Linked DNA regions of Anas platyrhynchos: region 2 is linked to region 1. The links are chromatin contacts, called in public Hi-C maps. All regions are on one chromosome and are shown on one strand. The core of a region is the stretch at or near the end of the contact, and the rest is flanking DNA. Distances in the headings are between cores, read along the strand shown.

Region 1 (7,802 bases), core at 1,491-3,990:
CTCCCACAGATGCACAACCAACATCCCTCACTGGATCAGCTCTGGCCAGGGGCGGGTCCCTTTGGAGCTGTGTGCAACTGGCTCTGATCTGACATGGGGCAGCAGCTGGGCTTTGCTCATGGAGGCCACTCCTGTACCCACCCCTGCTCCCAAGCCCTTGCCATGTAAACCCAATACAGTTGCACAACTATGTAGGGGTGTTAGTGTTATTTTATAGTAAGCCCCTCACTTTTTCTATCAGAGGAGAAGCCTGGTTTTTCTTGATAGTAGGAGTAGAATTTAACTTCATGAATCATGTATGTCATTAATCAGTGAGTAATGTGTTTTGTTGATGATGCATTTTGTAAAGCAAGAGAATAATCTCTCTCAGATGACTGGAGAGACGGATCAAAAAGTAGTCCTTTCTGGGTAGGGGATCATTGGGGTTTGTGACAAAGAATGTCCTTTCCAGTAAGCCATCTCCCTTGTCGAGAGAAAGCCACTTCCTGCACATAAATAGCCAGGTCTTCCGAGTGGACGTGTTTTCAACTTTGGCTCTGCTTAAGAACCATCCAGGAGATGGGCCCCTGTTACTGTGCCAGACCCTGAAGGCGCAGATGTCTCCTAAGTCCTCCCTACTTGTCAAGAGAAAGCGGTCAGTGCTTCCTCGACGGAAAGAAGGAACCTGGGGGTGCCGTAAGCAGTGGACATCGCTTGTGCCGTTCTGACCAATGAGCTGGAGAAAAACGTCAGCTTTGGTTCCAGCTCCCCAGCGACTGCCTGTGTACAAGGTGACCAAAAAGCTCTCTTTGTCCAAGGGGTCGTTGTCAGGCAGAACTATAATCTTGTCTTTGCTGGCCCTGTCAGCCCTGTCTTTTTGTATGGCCCAGAGGGACAAGAGCAAGTAGACTGCAAAAATGAAGAGCACCGTTAAAAGTGTCACAGGGTTTTTAGGGATGTCTGCTATGAGCGTTTTCTCCAGGTCCACCGTGTTGGGGGTAACTATTACTTTGGCTGCCAGGAACCTGATGTCAAATGTGGACGTATTTGAGGCCACACGGACTGACAGGCTTCTGTGACTCTGCTTCATCTTGCAGATGCAGTGTACCCCCTGCCAGTCAGTCAAGGGGCCAAGCCTGCACAGGTCTTCCCTCCACTGACTTTGAACTCCACCCAGAAACAAGCACTGGTCACTGAAAATGTTGACGCTCACCAGCCCCGTGGTTGGATACCTTGTAAGGTAGGGCGTCAGCAAGACAATGGAGATGTTCTGACTGTCGGCACCACTTCCTTGAGATGCGGCTTTCAGCAGTGACTCTGGGAGACAGATAACGTAAGGAGCCTTGATGTTAAAACCTGTATTAGTCCAGGATATGCCTTTGGTGATATCCAATGAGGAGGTGGTTTTAGTGATCTCTGATGAGCAGACTACACAACCTCTCTGGGCTACTTGTGCCAGTGCTCTGTCACCTGCACAGCACGGAAGGGTTCCTGATGTCCATTAACACCAGCGACAGGACCCGCGGGAACGGGGTTAAGCTGAGGCAGGGGAAGTTTAGGCTTGACATCAGGAGGGGGTTCTTCACAGAGAGAGTGGTTGCACACTGGAACAGGCTCCCCAGGGAAGTGGTCACTGCACCGAGCCTGTCTGAATTTAAGAAGAGATTGGACTGTGCGCTTAGTCACATGGTCTGAACTTTTGGGTATACCTGTGCGGTGTCAAGAGTTGGACTTGATGATCCTTAAGGGTCCCTTCCAACTCAGGATATTCTATGATTCTATGATTCTATGTTCAGAGGGAACCTCCTGTCTGCCAGTTTGTGCACACTGCCTCTTGTCCCCTGGTACTGCGCATTGCTGGGAAGAGCCTGACTCCATCTTCTTTGTACCCTCCAGGTATAAATATCCTTCAGGTACTTATAGACATTGATGAGATCTCTCTGAGACTCTGCAGAGTCCCGGCCCTCTCAGCCTCTCTTCACAGGAGGGGTGCTCTAGTCCCTTCATCAGCCTCATGTCCCTTTGTTGGACTTGCTCCAGCATATCCTCATTATTGGATAATAATTATTGGGGGGCCCAGAACTGGACATAGTGCTCTAGGTGTGGCCTCATGTGGAGGAATGGTTAAGTGAAGTAGGACATGTGGATGTTGAGCAGTTAGGAGGCAATGGGCTAGTGAAGTACCGTACTCAACTCATATGAGCCTGGGCACGTACGCAGCAGGGGGGGGGTGGGGGGGGTGGGAAGTCCCTAAGGCAGGACAGTAGCTAAAAGAAGGAGGAACTGACTGAAAAGCCCGGGAAGTGTTAGCCAATCCTGAGCTTAGTTTCTGCAATATGTATGAGTTGATTATGTTTGAACTAGATAAAAGGCAACTGAGCTAACCATTAAAGTTGAAGTTCACTGTTCACTCATATTGAGCGTCTGTGTCTTCCTTCCGTCGACAACAGCCTCACCAGTGCTGAGCAGAGGAAAAGGATCACCTCCCTTGACCTGCTGGTAATACTTAACCTAGTGCAACCCAGTATAGCACTGGCCTTCTTTGTGACAAATACACACTGCCTGCTCATGTTCTACTTGGTTTCCACCAGGATGCCCAGGTCCTTTTCTGCCACACTGCTTTCCAGCTGGGCAGCCCCCAGCATATAGTGATACATGAGGTTGTTTCTCCCCAGATGCAAGGCTTCATGCTTCTCCTCGTTGAACTTCATGAGTAGTGCAACCAATACAAGAGAACAAGAACTTCCTGTCAGACTGTTTCTTCAGATCCCTCATCCTTCCTCCAGATGGCAGCATGACCCTGTGGTTAATCAGCCACTCCTAGCAGTCCCAGGTCATCCACAAACTTGCTGGGGGCACCCTCTTCTGCATGATCCAGATCATTAATGAAGGTATTAAGCGGGATTGGGCCCAGTAGTAACCCCTGGGGTACCTCGTTAGTTACTGATCTCCAGCTGGACTTTGTGCCACTGATCACCCTGCTCTGGGCCTGGCCATCCAGGCAGTTTTCGATCACCTCACTGCCCATCAGGCCGATAACATCGGGAGCTCGTGTAGCAGGATTTTACAGGAGACAGCATAAAAAGCCTTGCTGAAGTCCAGGCAGAATATATCCACTGCTTTCTCTTCATCCAACAGACCAGGCATTTCACCATGTAAGTTTATAAAGCTAGTCAAGCCTGATTTCCTCTTGGTGCATCCATGCTGACTGCTCTTGATTTTCTTGTCATTCGTGTGCTTGGAAATAGTTTCCTGGGTTAGTTGCTCCATCACTTTCCCAAAGTTTGAGGTTAGGCTGACAGGCCTATAGTTCCCTGCCTTGTCCTTCCTGTCCTTCTTGAAGATAGGGGTGACATTTGCTTTTCTCTGGTCTTCAGGCACTTCCCCAGTTGCCATGAATGATCAAAGATTATTGTGAGTGGCCTTGCAAGGTGAGCAGCCAACTCCCTCCACACTTGTGGGTGCATGGCATCAGGACCCACGGACTCTGGAATGCTCACTTCACTGAAGTATTCCTGACCTGATCCTCTTCCACTCAGGGTACATCTTCCTTGCTCCAGCTGTTCCCCTGGTCTCTGTGACCTGGCATTCCTGAAGGCTGGTCTTGCTAGTGCAGACAGCAGCCAAGGTGGCATGAAGGGGATAGGTTTAGGGTTATGGTAAGGGTTATGGTTAGGGCTAGGGTTAGGACTAGGGATGGGGTTAGGTTTAGGGTTAGGGTCAGGGTCAGGGTTAGGTTTAGAAGAGCCTCCTCTTCTCCAGGCTGAACAGTCCTAGCTCCTTCAGCCACTCCTCATAGGACTTGTTCTCCAGGCCCCTCACCAGCTTCGTCGCCCTTCTCTGGACTCGCTCGAGCACCTCGATGTCCTTCATGTAGTGACAGGCCCAAAACTGAACACAGTACTCGAGGTGTGGCCACACCAGAGCTGAGTACAGGGGGACAATCACTTCCCTAGACCTGCTGGCCATGCTGCTTCTTATACAAGCCAGGATGCAGTTGGCCTTCTTGGCCACCTGAGCACACTGCTGGCTCATATTCAGCTATCAACCATCACTCCCAGGTCCTTCTCTGCCTGGCAGCTTTCCAACCACTCATCTCCCAGCCTGTAGCTCTGCTTGGGGTTATTGTGCCCCAGGTGCAGGACCCAGCACTTGGCCTTATTGAACTTCATACAGTTGACCTCAGCCCATCAGTCCAGCCTATCCAGATCCTCCTGCAGAGCCTTCCTACCCTCAAGCAGATCGACACACGGACCTAACTTGGTGTCATCTGCCAACTTACTGAGGGTGCACTCAATGCCCTCATCCAGATCATTGATGAAGATATTAAAGAGGACTGGCCCCAGCACCAAGCCCTGGGGAACGCCACTAGTAACTGGCCTCCAACTGGACTTGACTCCATTTACCATGACTCTTTGGGCCCGGCTATCCAGCCAGTTTCCAACCCAAGGAAGCGTGCGCCAGTCCAAGCCAAGAGCAGCAAGTTTCTTGAGGAGAATGCTGTGGGAGACGGCGTCAAAAGCCTTGCTGAAGTCAAGGTAGACCACATCCACAGCCTTTCCCTCATCCACCCAGCGCGTCACTTTGTCATAGAAGGAGATCAGGTTCGTCAAGCAGGACCTGCCTTTCATAAACCCATGCTGACTGGGCCTGAACACCTGCTTGCCCTGCAAGTGCCGCAAGTTGACTCTCAAGAGGATCTGCTCCATGAGCTTCCCTGGCACTGAGGTCAAACTGACAGGCCTGTAGTTCCCCGGGTCTGCCCTCCGGCCCTTCTTTTAGATGGGCATCATGTTTGCTAGCCGCCAGTCAACTGGGACCTTCCCCGATAGCCAGGAATGTTAATAAATGATGGAAAGCGGCTTGGCCAGCTCCTCTGCCAGTTCTCTCAGTACCCTTGGGTGGATCCCATCTGGCCCCAAAAATCCTGGACTAATGCAGGTTTTAACATCAAGGCTCCTTACGTTATCTGTCTCCCAGAGTCACAGCTGAAAGCTGCAGCTCAAGGAAGTGGTGCTGACAGTCAGAACATCTCCATTGTCTTGCTGATGCCCTACCTTACAAGGTATCCAACCACGGGGCTGGTGAGCGTCAACATTTTCAGTGACCAGTGCTTGTTTCTGGGTGGAGTTCAAAGTCAGTGGAGGGAAGACCTGTGCAGGCTTGGCCCCTTGACTGACTGGCAGGGGGTACACTGCATCTGCAAGATGAAGCAGAGTCACAGAAGCCTGTCAGTCCGTGTGGCCTCAAATACGTCCACATTTGACATCAGGTTCCTGGCAGCCAAAGTAATAGTTACCCCCAACACGGTGGACCTGGAGAAAACGGTCATAGCAGACATCCCTAAAAACCCCATGACACTTCTAACAGTGCAAGAATGCACAGTATCCAATGCACTTGAGGTACCTGAGATCCATTAGAAAAGGAACTTATAAAAGGAATTTTTGGTGACCTGGCATCTGGAAACGATTATTGTTGCCTTATTTAAGTATTCCCAGAGGGAACCTTCTCCTCGTGCCTTGGCCCAGAAGGGCTCTGCAGAAGAAGGGGGCAACGTTCTGAAAGGAAGAAAGCCAGTAGGCCTCTCCTCCAGGCTCTTTCACAAGAGACTACATGTAGATCTTGGTTGGTGGTGCGTCTACCTCTTGTGGGCATTAGTTCTAGCTGTAATTAGGGTATCATCATTTTTCATTGTCCTATACAGTTTGTCTTATGGCTACCAGACTTGAGTCGAGTGGCTGTTCGGATCAGCAACCTCCTTTTTCAAGAGAGTGTTCTTCTTTCATATCCTAAAACCTTTTCTGTCTCAGCTCTGAGAGTGATTCATCCAAAATGCTCTGAAAACATTAAATGGTTAAGTCAGAAAAAGTATTCCAAGAGCTGGGTAAGGAAATGCTGAATGAAGATGAGATGAAGGAGAAGCACCTTAGGCTTCCCCAAATCCAAGACAACAAGCAGCGTAAGCCTTGAGAAGCTGGTGAAATTGCAAGGATGCTGGGAAGGGCAAAAATGAAAGTCAGGACTTTTATTTTCAAAAGAAATTTCATCAGCCTAAACCTTAGCCTAAACCTTAGCCTTTTTCCTGTCCTGTGTAACCAGGTCCCACATTTTCCCTGGTCTTCCTCTTGTCACTTGTGTACTTCTGGAAGCCCTATTATCTCCCTACTGCTTAACATGTTCCTTTCTATAAGTGAAACCAGTCCTAGGTCTAATAAATAATTTTTTCTTGGAAAAATATTAATAAGCTTCTCTTTCTGTCCACACAATCCATTTGCTTTTCAGAATGTATCTGCAACAAAGCACTTCACTTGCTCAGCAATGACATGTGTGATTCTTGTACTTACATTGAGGTTCTATTATATAAAAAAAAAATCAGGTTTCTCTTTTTATAGAAAAAGTGAGGGGCTTGCTGTAAAAAAGCACTGGCATCGCTACATACTTGTAGGAGATTGGGAAGCCCTTCTGTGCTGTGTGGGTAATGGAGCATTGACAGAAGCTGCCCAGAGAGGTTGTGGAGTCTCATTCTTGAAGATCTTCAAAAGCTGCCAGGACATGGTCCTTGTACAGTCTGCTGTAGGTGGTTTTGTTTTAGCACCATGTCCCTTCCCAGGTCAGCCGTTCTGCCATTCTGTAAGCTTACAAATTGTCACGCTTGTCCTACAGCCAATGATGCACCGCCTTGATTTCTTTGACAAGGCAGCTGACCGCATGATAGAAATCACGAAGTCCCTAAACAAGCCTTCCTGACTTCTGAGTTCTGAAGTCTAGCACCTTTCACAATCGTATCAGATAGCCATACTGTTTAGTACTGTTTAGCCATACTCTTTTCAAATCCAGGGCAACCTTTGTTGCATCATTAACTCATCAGGGATGTTACTGCTGACACACTGGACACTGCCTACCAGCCTTCAGCTGCTTGCTGCCCGCAGCAGCACCCACCACACCCTGCAGCTCCTCGCGCTAGGACCCCTGCTCGCTCACTGCAGCACTGGGCCTGGGCACAGCAGCGTAGGCATGGCCAGGCCCAGGCAGGCCTGCTCTGAGAGTAGGGCACAGCTCCCCAACGCGACACCACTTGCAGGAGGCAAGGGACGAGTGGCTGTACCCGTGGAAGCTGCAGGTGGTGCTGGCATGGCAGAGTGACACCGGCTGCTGGCGCAAGGCGCTGGCTCTGGGCAGCCTTTGAGGGTCTCTGGGCAGCCTCGCACCTCAGTGCAAGCAGAGTGGGATATTTCACTTCTTTTGTTGAGCCACTTGCTAAACAGGGCCCACACCTGTAGATGCTTTCCCAGTGCTTTTCCGCACTCTTCTTACAGACCACACCACAGAACATCGCTCATATATGCTCATCTGTAATTTATACATGCCTGAGTAGGTTTCACTTCCTTCCCTATGTGTGCTAACTTCAAGTAACATCTCCAACAAAAGAATTGTTTGCAGGTCCAAAAATTTCTCACTCGTTCCTTCCAAAAAATACAAAAGTCAAATGTTCTAGGAAAATATCCTAGGACTCAGGAACACTGCAGGACAAAAGTAGCTTTACCTACTGCTGACAATGTAGAGAGGCCCACCCTTATAGCATACACAAATTTTTATGAGCCAAAGATTTATCTGTAAAGCTTACATGGTCTGTTCTGAAAGTAGTAGGACTCATTTTTTTTTGAAAAAAAAAATTATTCATGAGAATAGAACAAACAATTGGAATTTTTCAAAGTAGCACCCTTCTGCATCTACACACTGCTGTCAACAAGTTTTCCAGTTTTCGTACGCCTCCAGGAATGCCTGGACCGGAATGCTGTTTAGCTCCCTCGTCATGGCCTCTT
Region 2 (7,250 bases), core at 333-2,832, 310 kb after region 1:
GTCAGAGCAGAGAGGAGCAGTCAAGATGATCAGGTATGGCTGTTAATATTTCTAGGCGTTTCAATTTCTTGTGTTATATTTTTTCTTCCCCCAAAGTTTTGTTTTTTGTTTTTTCCCCTGATGCACTTGTTTTTTGTTGTTTTTGTTATTTGTTTTGTTTTGTTAGTTTGTTTTCACAGTTCAGGAATCGAAAAATACCAACTGTGGCTAAATTAACTTTCCCTCTTAGGGAAGGAAAGTAATACACAAGTCTGTCGGGCATTTATTTTTCCCTCTTAGAAGTAAATTAATTTGTCTACAAACTAAAGTAAATGTAAAATTGGTCCTTGAAATCCAACACTTTTATTCCTAAGACCTTTGGCAGAACAAAAGAGACTCATTAGACGTACTGTGAAGTTAAAACTCATTGAAATCTTATATACAGGCTTTACTCGAATTATATGTGTTGGTTTTGTAAGGTTTTGATACTATTCTTTAAAAATAACTGCCTTTATTCTCATTCAACTGAACTGTTCTTCTCAAGAGACTTCCCTTAAAATTGTCAACTATTGAAATGCCTGTTACTTCCATGGACTTCCAGGATATCAAGACATTACCTCCAATTAAGTGATTTTTCTAAAAACAACAAAGCTCCCTACACACAATAGAAGTTGGGTGAGAACTGACCATTAAATGAGCACAAACACTTGTCTCTCTGTGTGTCCCTCTCCACCTCATGACAAGTCAATCTATACTGACAACATTTTAGAGTCAGCGTTTGTACAAAAAACATCAGGGACTGATTGTATCAAGGATTTCATTTGAAGCAAAGGCAAACTACAGCATTGTTGCCATGGAGGACAGTGGAAAGCCTTCTGAATGAGGCCCTTCCTACATAGAATAAGCAGTGGATAAAAAGCTTGAAAAAAATCCAGTTAAGAAAAAGAAATAGGTAAAAATGATAATCATGAAGCCAAAATAAGCCTGATTCTGAGTTCTCGAATGACAAATAGTTACCTCATGCTGAAGAAAAATAAAAGAGAACAGAATATGGCCAACACACGGAACAACAATTGGTGCTACAGATGAAAGAATACCATGAGTGATGTAAACAAAAGCAGGAGGATAGAGGCTCTGAAGTATGTTTACCAGTGAACCTTATCTGCAGCATTCAGAAGAACATGTACAGAACAATATGACATAGAGGAGGATGATCTGTTTGCGCACGCTCACTGACTGTTATCTATCTTTTATTGTGTTGAGATCTCTTAAGAGTTTCATTGCAATTCTAAAATCCCTTCATTTTGTAAATCCTGCTTATTGGGGTACCTAAAATAGCTCTGTAATGTTTTGTGGCCTGGAGTCACTGATATCTATTCTCAACTTTAATTCTCTTTTAATACAGATTTTGCCAAGAATATATGCCAGCGCATTACAAAACTGTTAAACAAATCACTTCAGGGGAAGTTACTTTTTAAAACACAGTGTTTGGCCTGAGGTAATCACAAGGCTGTCATGGCTACAGACTATTAAGGGTAGAACACGGGAGCAACTGTTTTCATTCTTGGAGAGGCCCCAAAAGGTGGTATTAGGCAATAGCTTTTCTATCTAGAAAACTTGTGTTCTGGATAACGCAGAGTACTCCGATCCTGTTTGACTTAGTGTGCATATGAGTCACTGTGGTACCATGGCCAAATGCCAGTGTCAAATCCCCCAACCCTTTCCTCACATTTTCAGGGGAATATTGCACTCTTCCCTTTCTGTCCCAGACAGGGCATTTGGTGCAGATTTGCTGTGTGATTTTAAACAGCTGCTGCACATCACTGTAGATTCATTGTATTTCAGTGGCAGGTGAAAGGAATTGTGTACTTCAATCTAGTTGTATATACAAGTGGTATACTACAGCTTTTTAAAGACACCGACAAAAGTTTTTTAAAGTATTCTAAGAATCTTCTGAGCAGAGAGGAAAGGTACTCTAACAGTAACTGTTAACATTTCATGTTATACATCCTTAAAATATCCTTGCCACAAGTTTGAAATAAGTATAGGAATACTGTGCAGTCACATAGCCACTTGACAATTTTTGAAAATGCATTTTCAGTCCTATGCTATATTAGTGGAATTCCAGTGTCAATAATTTGTAGCCAATCTACAATTTTCTACTTAAGAAAATCAAGCATTATTTTTTTTTCTATGCAATACTCTGCCCAGCTTTACTGAGCTAAGTTATAAAATGCCTGCTAGAAAAGACTGATTGCTTCCTGGATTATAACTTTACACAAGTAAGCGATTTATCTCAAACATACTGTAATACTGCTAGATTTTAGAAAAAATCACCAGAACAAAAATTGTATTGCAAATTTTCAATCTTACAGCTGTTGAATTATATCCTGTCAGTATTTTGTGGTATAGAGGTAAGCAATCACATACTTAGATGTTCAGAAGATACTAAAATTTATACAAGTCAGGAAGACTGAGGAAAACAAAACAGGAATACAACAGTCAATTTTTGTCCTCATCTTCACTCTGATGAATTTAATTGTGTTAGTTTGTATTTAATCTATACTAGTAGAGCAGAACATTATTTATTGTCTGAGACAGATATGGATTGGATTAACTAGCTTTATTAAAAAGCAAACAGTCCTAAATTGCTGGTATGTTGTATGCTCTCTACTGTCTCTATGGATCAGCACAAAATGAAAAGAAAAAAAAAAAAGAATTCGTGTTTCCATGAGGACATATTATATACTTTTGTTACTTTATTTTCTGTGCTCAGTTGGTATCTTAACATGAGAGAGAGTGAGAACCTGAAGTAAACTGGTGCATTTTTATTTATACAGCTACACTAGAAGAAAGGATGCTTTTTAATAATGTATTAACTAGTGTATTAAAATCCACCAAGAACAAGACAGTTTAGAGAACAAATCCTAAACCCCAGAATCATCCCATCTAAGTAAGACATCTAAACTATGATCATATTTCCCAATTCCCTATATTTCCCTACAGTCAAGAGACACATACCTGAGTAACCTCCTGGTAATGCCTACTTCTCTTCATTGATGATACAAGTTCCAACTTAGCTAGGTGAGATTTTTCCTTCCACGTGGCCTTGTAACTCAATTTCACCTTTACCAACTACACCTATTTAAATGACAACATCTCGTCTATGCTAGAATTTGCAAACATGCTAACTGGCATGCCCACATGAAAATACACTCCACAGAACAATTCCTTGCCTTCCTCAGCTACACTTCTAATGTGCTTCTGTGCCCATATGCACAGAAGGTGAGAAATTAAATAAATAAATAAATAAAAGCTCTAATAAATCTTTTCTATTTCATAAGGAAGCTGTTGTTTTCCTGGGTATCAGTTTGGAACTTTTGGCTTAATCAGATTTTCACTGATTGCCATATTTGGAGGAAAACAGAGCATTACCCTCTGAGACTCACCATCTCGGGTCATCCAGCTGAGTCACTGCACATCATTAAATACTGCTTCTATAGAAATAATGCATTAGGAAGACAAGACATTGTGCAGTGCCACGCAAGTTTTCCTGGCGTGAGAACAGACTTTCCATATTACCCACAGGTGATAAAATCATAGGTAGTCTTACAGGTTATTTCAAACCACTGTTGATAAAATCTTTACATGTCATCATGGCTTTCTGCACCAGGACTATGCCAGAAGATAGACTATAGAAATTACACTCATTCATAGGAAAATCCCTATCTCAAAATATTCTTGCTAGTGGTAGTCATTTCACCCAACATCTTATAGAACTCTAGTTTAATTTCTTTTTCTAAAAGGAGAAAGCACTGGTTACCTTTGTCTTTGTGAAGACAAACTTTCACAAAACCGAACCAAACCAAACCAAACCAAACCAAAAAAAAAAAAAGTTGAATAATTTTAGAGATACTTTTAGTCAAAGAACATAGATGAATTTTCACTTTCAATTAAAACAGCCACTTATATGTCATAAATAATGGCAGAACCAGCATATTCAAGCATGTGAAATAACTTTGTAAAAGGCACATTTCAGAATATGAACACACAGCCTCTTATAACACTGAAAACCTACAGAATTATTTTCCTCTGCTGGTGCTAAAAATAGAATTTTTCTTAAACTGCTCTTAGGGAAAAGTGGGAGGTATCAATCTCAATATCTTGCCCTCAGTGCTTCCGTAAAGTAGGCAAATTATTGCATTATTTGCTGTGACCTCTCTCTCTTTTTTTTTTTTTCTTTTTTTTTTTTTTACCACAGATGATAGTTTGACAGTTCTGTGCTTTCTTTGAACACTTTCTTTGCCATATTATATACTAACATGAACTGGCCAAGTCAAGTGAAAATTATCTAATTATCTCCTTACATAAAACTACAACAATGTCCTGATGGTATGGTGGTATTGTAAGAGGTTAGAATAAAGATCTTAGAAGTTCTGCTACTTTGAAACAGTTAATTCAGCTGAGAATTTTACTTTGTCTTCTTTATGCAAATACAAAATGTACCACAATTTTGTAGTGTCCCACATCAGGCTGATCTTTGAAACCTTGATGAATCCATCAGAAAGCTGAGTAGATTTTGCAATGTTACTCTTAAAGCATGGAAGGGCTGACAGAATATTGCATTGAGTCACCTCCCAGTTTTGGCAAGATTTGTGTTTCATGTTTAGGAGTCATGTCCACAGACATGAGCCACTTAAGCACTATAAGTGTGAAGTTATGATTTTGCCTGTTTGTTCTGGCAGTCCACAGCCCATATCCACCTTTTTGAGTCCTACTGAGATCTGACAAGCACCAGAATGAAGAATCCTAACTTAATGCTTTCTTTCATGTCCTTTTAATTTGATATTTCATTGAAATACATGCTCACCAGATACTGTTTCCCTAATAGTCTATAACTGTAGTTATACAGTATACATAGTTATACTTTTTTCCAGTATACTTAAGTTATTTTTTTCACATTTACTTTTCACCAGACTGAAATGATCATTTCTGGGGGTGAACAAAGAAAGCTAAGAGAAAAGAGAAACCTTCCTTCCTGCTCGTGCTGTCTGCTGTGACTAAAATACATCTGCTCCAAAATTTAAAAGTATTTCTAGAACAGCAAATTCCAGGTCCTAAATTATCTAAATAGGGAAGAACATAAGACAATATGACTAAGGACCACATCTTGTCCTCAAAATCTTCCAGTTGTCTCAAAGGAAGATCAAATACTTTATCTTAAAATATCTATGATCTTAAGGTAAAGCTTGAAAAGGGCACAGGTGCATTCTTGGCAACTCTGCTCAAACCATCTCCCATCCCTTAATTCTGTAGAAACGGTACATTGTACTATGTTATGCTGCTATAGGTCATCTATAACATTTAAGTCTTCCACATGGTACAAGTGAACAGTTATGAAAAAATTGCCTTCAAATGACTAGACAATGTAGCTGCAGGTGTGATATTTATATAGTGTTGTTCTTTGTCAAAAATTGTACAACCTTGTTGCCTGACATCAATGCTGACTATTCAGCCACCAAAAAGACTCTTTTTAGGAAAGATTTGCCGTTTAACAACTTTGCAGTTGCTAGTTACTCAAGTCACTAGCTATTGAAGTTACTAGTTGTTCAAGACACTGACAACTAAGAGCTACCCTGAAGCATGTCAAAACTGCTATTGGCAGTAACATTCAGAGAGATTAGATGGCTCAGGAAACAGAACCATAATCTCCAGAAAGTAAAGGAAAACACAGTGGCTATGTCTATAAGCTTGACAGCTGACATAAGTGCAATCCACAGGTCCCTTGACAAAATGCAGAATACATTGCAAAATATTTCCATAGGGGTATGCCAATGTAGCAGTGGCTATGAAGTGTATTAAGCACTGATATTAATGCCATGCAACTCAACCAGTGGAATTAGACTGCACTCGACCAATAATTTGATTACATCATTGAGGACACAGATGGATGAGGACACGATGTACAGTTTATCCCTTCTCTGGAGACTTCAAGTGTGAATGAGATCACTGATTACATCCAGACTAGAGACACTGAGGCAGAAGTGCAGTATAAACATCTGCAGACTGAAAAGCTCCAGGCAAAAAATGTCTGAAATAGGGATCCATCACTCAAAATCATATCTGGTAGGCAGTCTTATTTGGTAGGCAAATTAAGCAGGCTGCTAGGTGACCAGGCGCATGTTCTTAAACAACAAGGTTTTATAAAGAGTGTGTTTATGTTTTGACATACTTGATTTTCAAACACTATGAATTCTTTAAAAAAGAATTGTTTCTATACAGGTATATCATTCATGGACTTTGTGTCTATATAGATATATAGCATAAAGAAGTGACTTGCTGTTGCTTCCCCATCACAGCAACACCAATGCCAGTAAAAGAAGCAGGTCATCTGCTTTGTTGACCAGGCCTCACTGCCTCAGATGGGGAAGTTGAAAAGTAACAAAAATAAAAAGGCAGCCTTACTACCGTAACTAATAAGAACAGCTAACTGGAGGCTTAGGAAGAGCACAAACCTGCCAGAGTAAAAGAAAATTATTTTATGCCTGCGTTTCTTTCTGTGCAAGGATACAAAACCAAACAACTACCTATGTACAATAAATTTCACTGCCGTAGAGCTAGACAGTCACTTCATGTGACAAACTAATTTGACACACCACAGCAGTTTCATGGAAGTCTGCATTTCTTGGCTGTACAGAAGGGCCAACTTTGTGTATGTATTACTTAGGAACAAAGCATCCTTCTGTAGCACCTCTTAGGGGACTAGTGGACAAGAGGAAAATCATACCTAAGAATTAGGTAACACCAAATTCCAAATACTACATGCGAATAAAAATTCAGACGTAGTATTTGGATAGTTTGGTATTTGGAAAATATTGCCAAAGTATGTGAGTTGCTTTGAAAAAAAAGCAGAAGGAAATAACAGATAGAGATCAATATGACTTGAGATGCAGAAGAGACTTGAGGAAAGGTGAAAACAACGCTCAGGAAGCAACAGGGGGCAGAAATAGCCTATTTCAAAATTTGTTATCTGGTGTTGTTTTGCTGCACACATCTAAAACTCAGAACAGTTACACAGCCAAAATTAAATTCAAGGATGTTCAGCTTGTTTCTACAAAAATGTCTTGTTCATGTGGTTTCAAATGCCTTTTTTATTTGTTTGTTTTTAATAGCTAATGCTAATTAGCAACTGTCTAAGTCACTAAGATTTAAGCAGCAAGAAGTTACCAAATAACTACAATCAGTTTTCTTCATGCACTCTCCCCCTACTG

The links. A called contact is a pair of places that touch in the nucleus more often than the background predicts.
Region 2: a contact with region 1 is called in a Hi-C map of subcutaneous adipose tissue, with 2.3 times the contacts expected there. The contact joins two enhancer-like sites. A contact is called at or near these places in 4 of 8 Hi-C or Micro-C datasets (liver, skeletal muscle and subcutaneous adipose tissue).

Annotation. Positions count from the first base shown.
Region 1 is chr1:70,963,236-70,971,037 of IASCAAS_PekinDuck_T2T, forward strand. No RefSeq gene overlaps it. Among named protein-coding and RNA genes, the nearest start is that of CDPF1, 6.9 kb to the right of the region's middle. Within about 2 kb of position 2,741, at least 1 of the 8 cell types and tissues checked has an H3K27ac peak or open chromatin away from gene starts, as enhancers often do. A contact at or near this core is called in subcutaneous adipose tissue, where this site is marked.
Region 2 is chr1:71,275,964-71,283,213 of IASCAAS_PekinDuck_T2T, forward strand. No RefSeq gene overlaps it. Among named protein-coding and RNA genes, the nearest start is that of WNT7B, 170 kb to the right of the region's middle. Within about 2 kb of position 1,583, at least 2 of the 8 cell types and tissues checked have an H3K27ac peak or open chromatin away from gene starts, as enhancers often do. A contact at or near this core is called in subcutaneous adipose tissue, where this site is marked.